Linked DNA regions of Mus musculus: all the other regions are linked to region 4. The links are chromatin contacts, called in public HiChIP or PLAC-seq maps. All regions are on one chromosome and are shown on one strand. The core of a region is the stretch at or near the end of the contact, and the rest is flanking DNA. Distances in the headings are between cores, read along the strand shown.

What was found. HiChIP or PLAC-seq counts read pairs in DNA pulled down with a chosen protein or histone mark.
Region 1: an HNF4G HiChIP or PLAC-seq map of pancreatic cancer cells shows a contact between it and region 4. The contact joins two enhancer-like sites. A contact is called at or near these places in 3 of 484 Hi-C or Micro-C datasets (bone marrow-derived macrophages, memory CD8 T cells and nephron progenitors) and 3 of 115 datasets of contacts at active chromatin or transcription factors (CD8 T cells, embryonic stem cells and pancreatic cancer cells).
Region 2: a contact with region 4 is called in a CTCF HiChIP or PLAC-seq map of CD8 T cells, with 11 read pairs. The contact joins two enhancer-like sites. A contact is called at or near these places in 1 of 15 datasets of contacts at CTCF or cohesin (CD8 T cells), 3 of 484 Hi-C or Micro-C datasets (Th1 cells, embryonic stem cells and nephron progenitors) and 4 of 115 datasets of contacts at active chromatin or transcription factors (CD8 T cells, Th17 cells, extraembryonic endoderm stem cells and 1 more).
Region 3: a BATF HiChIP or PLAC-seq map of CD8 T cells shows a contact between it and region 4, with 6 read pairs. The contact joins two enhancer-like sites. A contact is called at or near these places in 4 of 484 Hi-C or Micro-C datasets (the C10 cell line, CD8 T cells, Th1 cells and 1 more) and 2 of 115 datasets of contacts at active chromatin or transcription factors (CD8 T cells and Th17 cells).

The regions. Positions count from the first base shown.
Region 1 is chr8:34,780,743-34,783,557 of GRCm38.p6, forward strand. No RefSeq gene overlaps it. Among named protein-coding and RNA genes, the nearest start is that of Dusp4, 25 kb to the right of the region's middle. Within about 2 kb of position 1,374, at least 42 of the 459 cell types and tissues checked have an H3K27ac peak or open chromatin away from gene starts, as enhancers often do. A contact at or near this core is called in CD8 T cells and pancreatic cancer cells, where this site is marked.
Region 2 is chr8:34,758,875-34,762,096 of GRCm38.p6, forward strand. No RefSeq gene overlaps it. Among named protein-coding and RNA genes, the nearest start is that of Dusp4, 47 kb to the right of the region's middle. Within about 2 kb of position 1,862, at least 71 of the 459 cell types and tissues checked have an H3K27ac peak or open chromatin away from gene starts, as enhancers often do. A contact at or near this core is called in CD8 T cells, Th17 cells and regulatory T cells, where this site is marked.
Region 3 is chr8:34,730,218-34,733,307 of GRCm38.p6, forward strand. No RefSeq gene overlaps it. Among named protein-coding and RNA genes, the nearest start is that of Gm46069, 42 kb to the left of the region's middle. Within about 2 kb of position 1,639, at least 45 of the 459 cell types and tissues checked have an H3K27ac peak or open chromatin away from gene starts, as enhancers often do. A contact at or near this core is called in CD8 T cells and Th1 cells, where this site is marked.
Region 4 is chr8:34,589,745-34,592,935 of GRCm38.p6, forward strand. It overlaps B930018H19Rik (RIKEN cDNA B930018H19 gene), which reads right to left. Exons shown (of 5, transcript NR_040706.1): 4 at 2,014-2,190; 5 at 1-841. Among named protein-coding and RNA genes, the nearest start is that of Gm46068, 6.3 kb to the left of the region's middle. Within about 2 kb of position 1,892, at least 39 of the 459 cell types and tissues checked have an H3K27ac peak or open chromatin away from gene starts, as enhancers often do. A contact at or near this core is called in CD8 T cells, Th1 cells, Th17 cells and 2 more, where this site is marked.

The DNA.
Region 1 (2,815 bases), core at 124-2,623, 190 kb after region 4:
GTCACATACACTCACACACACACGCCCACTTTTAAAATGCTCTCCGTCTTTCCTTTTGTCAATTTTCCTTTTATTATTGTACTGCTAAATTCTGCAAGGGCCCCCCTCCCCCTTCTAGAAGGAGGCTGGGGTGTAACTCTACCTCCCTTTAGACTTCAGACTTCCTGGTTTCCAACAGTCTTTCATCCCATTGATCAGCTTTCCTTATCTCTGCCATTGTGTCTCCTTTGCACGCCCATCCTAAGAGAACAGTGCACAGGAACCAAGGTATAAAGGCTGTGCACCTTAAATAGTTCTGTTATATGTGTATGGGTGTGTGTGTGTGTGTGTGTGTGTGTGTGTGTGTGTGTGTGTATCCACATATTTTCTCCTTAAATCTTCACAACAGACCTTTATAGGGTAATATCACCATTTTACAGAAGAGAAATCAGAGCTGAAGCAATTTACCCTTGGCCACTGCTGCACAATTTTGGTAGTAATTTACTCTAACAATACTTCCTTAAAAGCAGCTTGGGACAACATCACTCTAATCTATCTGTTGGGGTTGGTTAGGAGAAGTTAATTAAGGGATGAGTCAGGAGCCACCCCCCTCTGGCAGCCAGGAGCACTTAGCATTTAGATGACAGCGTGCAAATCCACCCTGAAGAGTTTATTCATTAGCAGAGAGATGCTAGAAATATTTTTTTTTTGCTAGGGGAATGAATAGATGATTTATTTCCAAACTCGGTCATTGGTTAGAAATATGCAGACTCTAGTACCCGTCCACACATTAGATTTGTAAACTGTCCATGTCTAGTTGAACTGGTTCACTCCAACGACAGGCACCACAGGAGCCTCATGTCAGAGGCCATCACCATTGGTCAGTCCTCTGTCTTCCCATTTCCCAGTGGGCCTTACCAGAAGGAACATTCAAGGAAACGCTCTTTTCGAGGTCCCTATCATACAAAACAATCCGGCAAACATTGTACCGTGTGTGGCTGCTTTGTATACCTTGCAGGTAAGAAGGAACTATTGACAGAATCTAACAAGCCTTGGCTGTAGACTCACCAACCCTGGAAGTTGAGCTTTGGGGAAGGAACCTCAGCATACAGCTGTCAAGCGATCCCCCACCACGCCCCCCTTTCCCCCTGTGCCCCCCACCCCACACTGAGTGGAGAGACTAGATTAGGTGTATCAACAAAAGTCACACAGCTGCTGGATGTAAGGGCAGAATTTGGGGCCAGCTCTTCCCTACTCAGTCCACAGCCCAGCTGCCCCATGAGAGAAGAGATTAAGCAAAGAGAGGAAAAGACTCCAGGCCCCCTGTGGTGTCAGTCAACCACAAGAAACCTTAATCTTAACAGTCTTCCAGGAAGGGAGGCCTTAAGGAGCCTCCTCCTGCCTGAAGCTCTGTAAAGGTCAGGCTAAGTACATAACAGGAAAGAAACAGTGTCTGACTTGATGTGTGTACTTAGACATATGAAATTCGGCATAGGGCCATAAAATGAAGGGAGGGTAAACCACAAACTTAGCTTTCTCTGTGTGCGCTGCGGGAAAAGGCCAGCTGTCCTTCGTGTGGGTGTCCTCGGCCTGGGAACCCTTTCTTCCCTGTGCTGAGACTCTCAGTTGTACCTTTCTCAAGCCACCAGACAGCACCAACAAAGGCTCATGACCTGAGAGGACACAAATATCCCATCTCCACTATCCTCCTAGGGTCACAGGCCTTCCCCCCAGAGCATCATCAACAAGGACAAAATCCGTAAGATTCCAGGAGTTTTCCTTATCCATCGGACACGCTAACTACAAGAAGCATTTCTGAGTTGGACCCAAAAAAAGAAACAGAAAATGCCTCAATGGAGAAGAACTTTGAGTTGCAGTCTTTAAAAACATCTTTCTCCATGTTTGAGACACAGGAGCCTAGACCGAGGTCTACAGTGCTGAGAGCTGTGGTCTCCAGACAGCCATGCCTAGAACCAGCCAGCTTCAAAACAGTTAGTCACAGAGGCCATCGGGTCCAGCCTTCTCATTACAGAGATAGGGAAACAAGTTCCCTGAGGCCCAGTAAGCACCAGGCAAGTGGAGGGGTTTGGGATCTTAGTGTCCTTTTCCAGGCACCCACTTCTTACTGAAAATGGCACTGCCCAGGAGCTCCAGCCGAGCTGGGAAAACATATCTGGGTCCTAAGCTGGGCGACCTTTGGTCAGCAGCTCACTGAGGTTTGAATACCCGATAAGCTGCCCCATCTCTTACTTCTTAGAAGGACTTGGGTTTTTCAAACTTGACATTTAACAAAACATATTAGCTTTTACATCGAAACAAACATATTGAAACAAAGCCACGTCACGTTTCCTCCCTCCTCCCACCTCTCTGCCCTCCTTCCTTCCTTCCTTCCTTCCTTCCTTCCTTCCTTCCTTCCTTCCTTCCTTCCTTCCTTCCTTCCTTCCTCCTTCCTTCTGTTATTTCTCCCTCCCTCCCTTCCTTTCTTTCTTTCTCCTCCCCTTCCTTTCTTTCTTCCCTTCCTCCCTTCTTTTCTTCCTTCCTTCCTTCCTTCTTCCTTCCTCACTTCCTTCCTGCCCCCCACCCCATGCTGGAGACCAGCCCCCCAGCCTTGCATATGCTAAGTACTTCCTCAGCTTCTTGCAGAGTAAACTTCCTATCTGAAGCCCTGAGCAGCAGAATTACCGGAACACCCAGCTGGCATGACTGAAAATCGGTGCACCATCTGTCTTTGATTGATAAGCAAGCTTTCGAGGAGTTGGTCTGAAGCACACTGAAAGGCCACCAGTCTGAGGGGCTCTCCGGTGAATGTGCTGATTCTTACGGGAGGAGTGCTATG
Region 2 (3,222 bases), core at 612-3,111, 170 kb after region 4:
TCTGTATAGCCCTGGCTGTCCTGGAACTCACTTTGTAGACCAGGCTGGCCTCGAACTCAGAGATCCACCTGCCTCTGCCTCCCAAGTGCTGGGATTAAAGGCGTGCGCCACCATGCCCGGCGCTTCTTTGCGTCTTGAGTTTTGTGATTAATGGTGTGTGTGCCACCACCATCCAGTAAGAATCTAACATTTAACCAGCTTAAGCCCTGTTTTAGAGGATTGTTTCCTGAGATGAATCTAAGCGAAATCCAGTGAACTACATTCTACCAGCAGAAAGGGTCAGAGGGGGTGGGGGGTGTCCCCAATTCCTGACTGAGACAGGGTGGGTTGAGAAATAGGAAGTCAACATGCAGCTGGGAGACAGAGTTGTCAGAGTCTAGGAAGAAAGTCATTGGGTAATAAGGTCATGTCATGTGCAAGAGAATTCCCCATGAGAGATGGATATCCTACCAGCCTCGGCAGGTTAAAAATAGACCTCAAGTTACCTCTTTCTTGGTGGTAGGTTTGTATTGGCAAAAAGTTGTAAGATAGCTAGCTATCTTGGAAGGATGTTCAAGATATACCATCTGGTTAAAACAAATTAGCCGGGTGTGGTGGCACACGCCTTTGATCCCAGCACTCGGGAGGCAGACGGATTTCTGAGTTCGAGGCCACCTGGTCTACAAAGTGAGTTCCAGGACAGCCAGGGCTACACAGAGAAACCCTGTCTCGAAAAAAAAAAAAGTGAGGTGTCTAACAGGGTTTACAGATATGACTGCCTGTACATACAGACAGTGGAAGCAGTAACACATGCCAACTGTCTTTGGAGGAAAGCATAGGACATTGGCAACCATGGGGAGTGGGGATGAAGCTAGAAGCAAGGCTCTTGTTTTCACTTCATTTATTTCTGGTTGAAATTTTTTTTTAGCATGTAGATATATTTATTATCCTTAGTGAAAAACAGTAATAAATAGCAAGTCAGTCATCTATCACGCTGCTGGTTTTCTTTTGCTTTAGAAAGTCTGCTGCACACACGGGCGCATGCATGTGCTCTAGAGAATAAGAGAAGGGGTAAATAAGACTGGATGCACATTTTAAATCCGCCACCTTCTCCCCTGAGCCTCGTTCTACCAGGCTCTTCTTGCAGTTATAATTGGCTGTGCATACACACCAGCCTACAGGGAGGAAATGCAGTAGTCAATAGGCTATCGTCGTCTGTGTGCTGGGGCTTATATTTCATATTCTAAATTGATAGTCTCCTCTTGGGGCTTAGATTATTATGTACTTTTTTTTCCCCTAAATAGAATAAAAAGATTATGGAACTTAAATCAAAAGACCAGGTCCTGGTAGGGAGAGTTACCCTTGAGGTATCTCTACTGAGGGCAGCTGGACCCACTGGTATAAGAGACCTTCAGCTGTTTATCTAGAATATTCCACCCACCATAAAGATGGTCACCAGAGGAAAAAAAAATCAAGCTGGGTTTGTTCGGGTGCCACCTTCAATCATCCCTAACACTCAAGGCTGTTGTGGTGTTTTGTTTTGTTTTGTTTGTTGTGTTTTGTTTTGTTTTGTTTTGGGCTCATGACTTCATGACAGCCCATTTCCAGCAGGGAGAGAAAGAATGGAAAGTTTTGCCCATCTTCCATGATTCTGCACCTCCATTGAGAGCTGGGCCATCAGCAAAGGACCTTGTTGTGGAGCAAAACAAATAGAAATCAAAAGAAACCACAGAAATAGCAGACCTGGGCCATCTCAGAGACTGTGTCATTAAGTGTAATTTCATCAGCCCTGGGCTCCAGGGGCGTGATTTACACAGGTCAGTCAGCCTCCCTCGCGATGGGAAACTCATTTTTAATAAATGATAGCAAGTAGGTTTATTCAGACTTGTGACTATGAGTCACCGTGTTTGAAGCCGTATGACAAACACCACCAGAAACCAACAGATGACCTTGGCCATGGGACCTTTTTTTTTTTCTCTGAAAAAAAACAAATATATTTCCTGACCATGATATTGAGGCCTGAAAGTCTGTGTGAGATTGGTGAGAGATGTGTGGGGCCCATACATTGAGAGGACCAGGGTGAGCCCTCCTGGCCCTTCCTCTTCAGCAAGCCTGTGTGATTCAGTACCCAGGGAAGCCGAGGAGGAAGAAGTATATTTGATTCTGACTAAAACTGAACATCAGTGAGAGAGGAGAGTAAATTACTTTTTGAAAACAAAACAAAACAAAAAAATCTAAAAAAAAAAACAAAAAACAAAAAACAAAAACAAAAACCCCTAAAAACCAAAAAAGTCACAGCTCTGTGATTCTTGCTGCCACTAAAATTACTACAAATTAATAGGCTGACGGCTCCACAGTCGCTCCCCTCTTCTGAGTCCTTCACATTGTGACAAAGCACCTTTTCCAACCAGGAAATGAGAAAGCACGGGGTGGGGGTGGGGCTGGGGCTGGGGCTGGGAAACACTGGGCCACAGGCCAGAGAAATGGCAGAATCAGTGTGCGAGTCTGGATGAAGGTAAGAGTTACAAGAACATCATACCTTGTGAGGTCAGGAGTCTCCCTCTTGAAGGGACACATGCCTTCCTTGTGAGCTTAGGAGCAGCTCAGGGTGCAGTCCCGTCCCCCCCCATGGCATCCGATTGCTGCCTCTCCTCTGCTCCTCCAGTCTGCTCTGCATTTCAGCTTTTTGCCCCAAAGCTCTGCCCTCCCTACCATCCAGTAGTAAATCGGGAGAGTAATATCAGGGCGGAAAGGAATATCTGTTTCTTAACTGGAAGAGGAGAAAAAGAGCTTAAGACTCTTTTCTGACAAGGTAGAAGTCTCAGCTTCACTCCCACCCCCCAACACACACCCACAAAAAGAACACAAGTAGATGTGTTTTAAGAAGCACAAGCCAAAAGATACTTTATTTCTGGTCTTCATTTTTGTTTTTTGTTTTAGCACCAAATCAAATTGTGGCTCCCTTTCTTTCTTTGTGTATGTGTGTGTGTGTGTGTGTGTGTGTGTGTGTGTGTGTGTGTGTAACATGTAAGCTTGCTTATTCATATAGGTAAGAGAAAACTCTGGGGGGAACTCAGAGACACAAATAACGCTGCTTTTCAGGGAGAGGTCTTCTTGTGTTGAATGGAAGAGGTATTTATCACCTCCCCATCTAAATCAAATCTATATGTAAATAAAATGTGTAGAAACGGAATGCATCTTAACTGATGCATAAATAAACTGACCTATAAATAGCATTGAATG
Region 3 (3,090 bases), core at 389-2,888, 140 kb after region 4:
AAAAAAAGTCAGCAGTGCTATTACTTATACAATAATAGTTTGCGGCCTGGAAAGCCTTTTCCCAAACGCTATCCCATTTGTCAGCATGGGAAGAGGTGGTGCAGGGACCGAATGAACCCAAGGCTGTAAGGCCTCTGCTCTCCACAGAACTACAACCAGCCTATAAGTGTGACTTTTGAAAGCTGAATCCCATGATCGCTTCCCGCCACATACAAAGAATGCCCCCCATCCTGCCCTTCTCCTTGAAACTTTTGTGAACAAACCCTTTGAGCTCATTCCATCTCTCCGTAATATTTTGTAATAGAATTAGACCAGAACCAAGGTGGTTTGTTTTGTTTTGGTTGTTGTTGTTGTAACCCAGGTTAGTGATTAACTCAAAGTCTCCTTGCCTCTTCCTTCTAGGTGCTGAGATTCCAAGCACATACGATCATGATAAATCAGTTGAGCCTCTTCCTCCTCCTCCTCCTCCTCCTCCTCTTCTTCCTCCTCCTCTTCTTCCTCTTCCTCCTCCTCCTCCTCCTTCTCCTTCTCCTCCTCCTTCATCTTCTCCTCTTTCTTCTTTATTTTTGGTTTTTCAAGACAGAATCTTTCTATGTAGCCCTAGCTGTCCTGGAACTTTGTGAACCAGGATAGCCTCGAACTCAGAGATCCTCTTGGCTCTCTCTGCCTTCCTCTGCTGGGATTAAAGGTGTGTGCTTCCACTGTCCGGCTTTTGTCTTCTTTTTTATAATTTCCATGCTTCACTAGGTCTCCATGCCCAGAAGAGCTAAGGATTGGTGCAGAGAAGTGTATTTGCACAGATCGAAACCATAAACCAGAAGAGACCAACTCCATTCTGCCTGGCTCCCATGAGACGTCTGCACAGGAGGATATTGATGAAGGAAGCCCATGTCATATTGTAAACTTACTTAAAACATTATGGGGCAGGGTGAGGGGGTTGGGTCTGACAAATTATTTTGGTTCTTCAGTGTGAATTTTGTAGATGAAATGTCAAAAGGTAAAGTGGGTGGGACATGTCTGAATCTTAACCCATAAGGAAAAAAAAAAAAAAGCAGTGTGGGTTCTTTACCAAGTCCCTTTTGTCCCCAAAGGCTCTCCATGATTCTGATGCATTTTGGTTTTGCTTTTGATGAGTAAAGAATGTTTGGCTGGTTGTTATTGCCAAGGGTGTTTATACCTTTAATCAGTGACTTTGTCAGAGTCCAAGCTGTCATGCAAAGTTGCTACTCAGAGAACAGTATAGAGCCGAATAAGAACACTGTGCTGATCTCAAATGCTACAAATTCATGACCCACTCTGTGTTTTCAAAAAATGTATTTTTTTTTCTTGAAGAGTTTTGGCACTCCAACTAAGCTTAGAAGGATTGCTACCGGGGTTCCAGATGAACTGACTTCCTCAAGCAAGTTTTAAACAGTGTCTGGGGGATTGAAGCAGAGGAAAGGGCTGATACAGGATCGGCATCCTGAAGAGCCGCATGTCTCTGAGCTACTCGAACGCCCCTCACTTTGTCTCAAGGGACTGTCCATCTGTTCACGCTGTCTGACACTCTCTGAAACCAAACCTGCTGTGACCAACTTGGCTCGGTGTGAGAAACTGTCAGCTTGCTCCAGAATGTAATAATGTACCGCCTCCAAGTACCTTAGCACCGTTAGCATTTCCTGGAGTCTCCGCCCAACAGTCACCGAACAATGGCCAGGTAGAGCCTCTTCCTCTCTTCCTCTTCCTCTCTTCCTCTCTCTCCCTCTCCCTCTCCCTCTCTCTCTCCTCTCACCTCTCTCTCTCCCTCCCTCCTTTCCCCTTTCCCCCTCCCCCTTTCCTCCCTCTCCCTGCAATCTCCATCTCTCTCTTTTCTCACGTGTCCTCGATCTTCCCCTCTTCCTCTCTCCTCTCTTTCTGTCCTTCTCTGTTCCCCTTCTCCAGGTCCCAAATAAACTCCCTTTTATATTCGGCCCTTCGCATGGTTTGGTTGTTCAGGGAACACCTTGGTCGGGCCTGCCAAGCATCCTCATGCAGCCGGTTTATAAAACACAACTACAGTCGCATCTGAAGATGCTAAGAACAGGCTCCTTGTACATCTTCTAAAGTGACCCTCTTGGGCATTAAATACTGAGACTAAGTTCGTTGAAGAAAGATGAAAGGGGGGTTATTGTTCCATTATTTTAATTAATTTCAAAGTTTTATTTTTACCCCCTGCCCCAAAATTCCTCTTTAGCTCTCTGTGTGTGTGTGTGTGGGGGGGGGGTAGATCATAAATTTAAATATAAGAGGAGAGGAAGTGGTTTTACAGCCCAATACACATTATCTGGGTAGCACAGACTTTATCTTCCTGTTTTGTGTTAGCCGGCATGGATCACCAGAGCTCAAACTTAGATTGGGTTCATTCAAATAAGAAGATCTGAGATGATGGCTCCAGCTATGAGCTCCTCCAGGGACCAATACAATTACCTAAGGGGTAACTAACTAAACATCTAACCTTCTAAGTGAGTTGAAAACAAGTAAACCAGCTAAGCCTTCCTGTCTCCTCTTTGTCTCAGCCTTGATAATCAAGACAGTTTTCCACAGCCTCAAAGAACAATTTTCCCTCTTTCTGAAAACCTTTCATAAGGACACACCCAGGGGAAACCATTTGCATTTTGATGACATCCTTTGTCCCGAGTCTTACTTCCAAAGCCTGTTATTGTGTTGCCTAACTAGATTGATAACTGCTTCATTTACAATCCAAAAGACTTCTTAAAAGTTATACAGGGAATTTAATAGGTAATCCCAATTGTGTTTCCCAAAGAGCCCAGAAACCAATTATGCTAACCCTGTTGTTTTAACTCCCTGGGGTCTACCACAGTGCCCTTTCCCCACCCCCACCCCTCAATCAGTAGGCAGAATTTTGTTGTGAAAATACCAAAGTGCCTTCCCCGCTTAGGGGAATCCCCAGGTATGGTTAGATTTTCAATCATGTCCAATGCTTAAGGAGGCTAGAGCCAGCACTACCCACACTGGAGAGCTAGGGCCAAGATCAACAAACCTGTTAAAAATGAAACCCACCTGATGCTCCCTGAACAAAGTATACCCCTGGTGTTGCTCTGCCCGGAGATT
Region 4 (3,191 bases), core at 642-3,141:
GAGAAGCAGCAGGCATGAGCAGGAAGGCAGGAATGGGCATGCTCGGGGCTAACAGAGAGGTCAGGAGAACCGAGGTAGCGCCAAGTAGGAAAGAGGTACTTATGAAAGGGCTTAGAGACCAAATGGAATACAGGCTTTGATCTGGGATATTTTTTAAAGTTATAAATAGAGCCAAATACTTCCATATACATGTGCATCTCCTCCTGATGTAGGCAGAAGTTTGACTTCACGGTGGGCAACTTCCCTCCTCAAGAATCCAAAACTTTTATCTCCAATGCTGACAGCTCAACTCAGCTTTGCTGTTGTCTGCCTGTAGCTGGTGTTCCTTAGGGACTAGTCATTTTCTGAACATCCTTCAGCACAGAACTCGAGTTATCTGCTCCAGCTCAATACACAGCGGATGGGGAAATGTAGGCCAGTCATGTGACAAGGGAGGAGGAAGGAGTTCGTAAAGCATGGACCACATGTTTATCCATGTGAAAACCCCTAAGGAGGAGCTGCAGCGGGTCTTGGGATTCAATCCATCACCTCCTCCTGGTGGCACAAATCAGGGACATTTGGACAAGATGAATACCAGATGCAATAGACAACCTGGAGACTGCAGAGGATGCTGTGAAGGACCGAAAGCAGCCAATGGCAGCAGAACGTAGAAGAAAAGATTGAAAAAAGAATGGTAGAGTTGGAGGAAATGATCAGCTGCAGGAGAACAAAAGGATGCCCAGGTAACTTACTAAATCAAGTTCATTGCAGCGTCTGTGAAGGAGGAACTGAGGGCCAACACTAGACTGAAGGACCCAGTCTCTTGGAAGGAAGGGAGAGAGGGTGAGGTACCACCTCTGTCCTGCAAAACAAAAAGCATGAATTTCTGTGAAAGAGACTCACTCTAAACCATCTCAACTTTCTTAGAGTGACTGTGACCTCCATCTATAGGGCCATGGCCCACTGTCCCCAGATGGTAAGTTGACATGTCTTGGAGGTCTATATTAATAAACTAGTGTCATTCTAACCTCAGGTTGGCCTTAGCCATTTTAGATATCAGGGAACCAAAACTATATTTCAACAGAAGTTTCAGAGGCTCGGCTCCTTCTTTGAGCATGAAATCTAGTGCAGCCTCCTTTACTTGTATTTAACACAGAGTCTCCATTTGATAGGTATCTGTAATGAATGTTGATTCGTGAATCTAAATGACCTACAGTTCACTCTTAAACTACACTTAATAAATGGTTACATTGGGTGGTAGGTCTTAATGCTGTCTGGTCTGTTTTCCATAACAAAATCCCCACCCACAGCCCTATACACACACAGCCCCTCCTGGAGAGGGCATCTTTCTCCCCTGGGTCCAGTGACTAATGTTTGATTCAGATGTACTCTTCATTTGAGTGTCATTTTTTCCTCCTAGCACATCCACCCATTCTTTTTCTCCCCACATCAACCTGGGGAGGTGACTCATCTACAGTTTGCTATGGCCCGGCTCCTCTCACCTCCACACCTCCACCCCTGCAAGATTGTCTGAGATGAGAGTGAGCAATAGAGAAGGAACTCATAGCAAGAATGATGGAGCTCCAAGCCAAATATCTAGGAAGAAAGGCCCAGCCCTGGGACCGGATGAGGGCATTAGAAGGTAATGGGGTCTGTGAGGAGAAATAGACAGTGTCATGAACAGTGTGAGAAGAGCCAAGCCCGGGAGGGCTACCACAACCTGGCTGAACCCTGAGTCCACTGGGTACCCAGACACTCCCTAAGTCCCTGTTAGGGCCTCCTGTTACCCACAGCTCCCTAGTAGGCTCAGTTCCATGATTCATCAGGTGTGTTCCCACGGTGGCTCCGAGGGCTAGGACAAAGGGCAAACTGAAGGCAGAATGTTTGAGCGTTGCCCTGTAGGATGACTTGGCTGCAGAAATCACACAAAGGTGGCTTAGGAGTCATGGTTACAGGAGAGATTCACAGGCTGCCAGGGATCTAGTATGACCTGCCCCACGAGAGAGCACATCACCCGAGGCTACACCCGCTTACCAAGATAGAAGGTTGAGCGGTGTGGCAGCTCTCCAGTCTTGTATTTGCTAGGCTTCTTCATGGAACAAAATTTGTACTTTGAAATGGAGGGACCAGGGATTTTCTTCAACAGGGCAAATAATTGAACAGCATTGAGTCAAATTCTGCAATGCTAGGAAAAATCTACACACTCCAGGGCTGGAAAGAATGTTCGAGATGAGAAAACAGGGTTAATACCAACTAGCAGAGACAGCTCCATAAGTCACGCTTCTACCTCCAGTTTCTGTTCCTGATACCCTGGATCCAACTTTCTGCAAATAAAAAGGATCATGTTGGCCAGGAAATTTCTATACTGAGAATAAGAAAAAGAAATATCTACTACTGTTGTGTGGCTCCTACGCCGGTGCAGGCAACCATCAGTTTGCAGAAAGACAGACTATCCTTGCTTCCCACTGGTCACAAGCAAACCTATCCAAGTCCATATTTCCTCTGTAGGATCACCTCTTATTCCGATCCCTTTGTATCCTGAGCACTAAGCAGCCAGTGGCCATGATCTATCTTAAACATGAACATTCACTAAGATATACACCGAGGAAAGAAACCCACTGGAGCCCTTTCCATGTGACTAACTTCTTTCCTGCTACACCTTCTGGGAAGTACCTCTTGTCTCTTCCTCAGCACCTCTCCCAGTTAGAGAAAATGCTGTGGAATGAGCTACTGGCATCAGACAGACAGACAGACAGACAGACATCACTCGCTGGCTACTCAATGTGAGCAGGTTGGCTAGCCTCTGTCTCAGTATCTCCCTTTCTGAATTGAGATGGGCAGTGTCTATCTTTTTTAATCTTTGTGAGAATGAAATAAAATAGCGCATGCATGTCATAGACTCCATAGACAGAGGTAGAACTCAATAAATACCCATTCCGTTCTCTGGCTGCTTACTCTACATCTGTTCTAGCATCTGTTTTCTGACCTCAGTGTCAGCTGTGTCTTCCCAAGTCGCACTGTTCTACCTCTGAGACATCACACCACAGACATTCACCATATGATGAGTACGTTATGCGTGTTTACTTCCTAGTTGCAAGAAGCCCACTGTTCTGGCTGGTTTTGTGGCAACTTGACACGAGCCAGAGTCATTGAGAGAAGAAGGAACCTCAATTAAGGAAACGTCTCCATGAGATCCGGCTGTAAGGCATTTT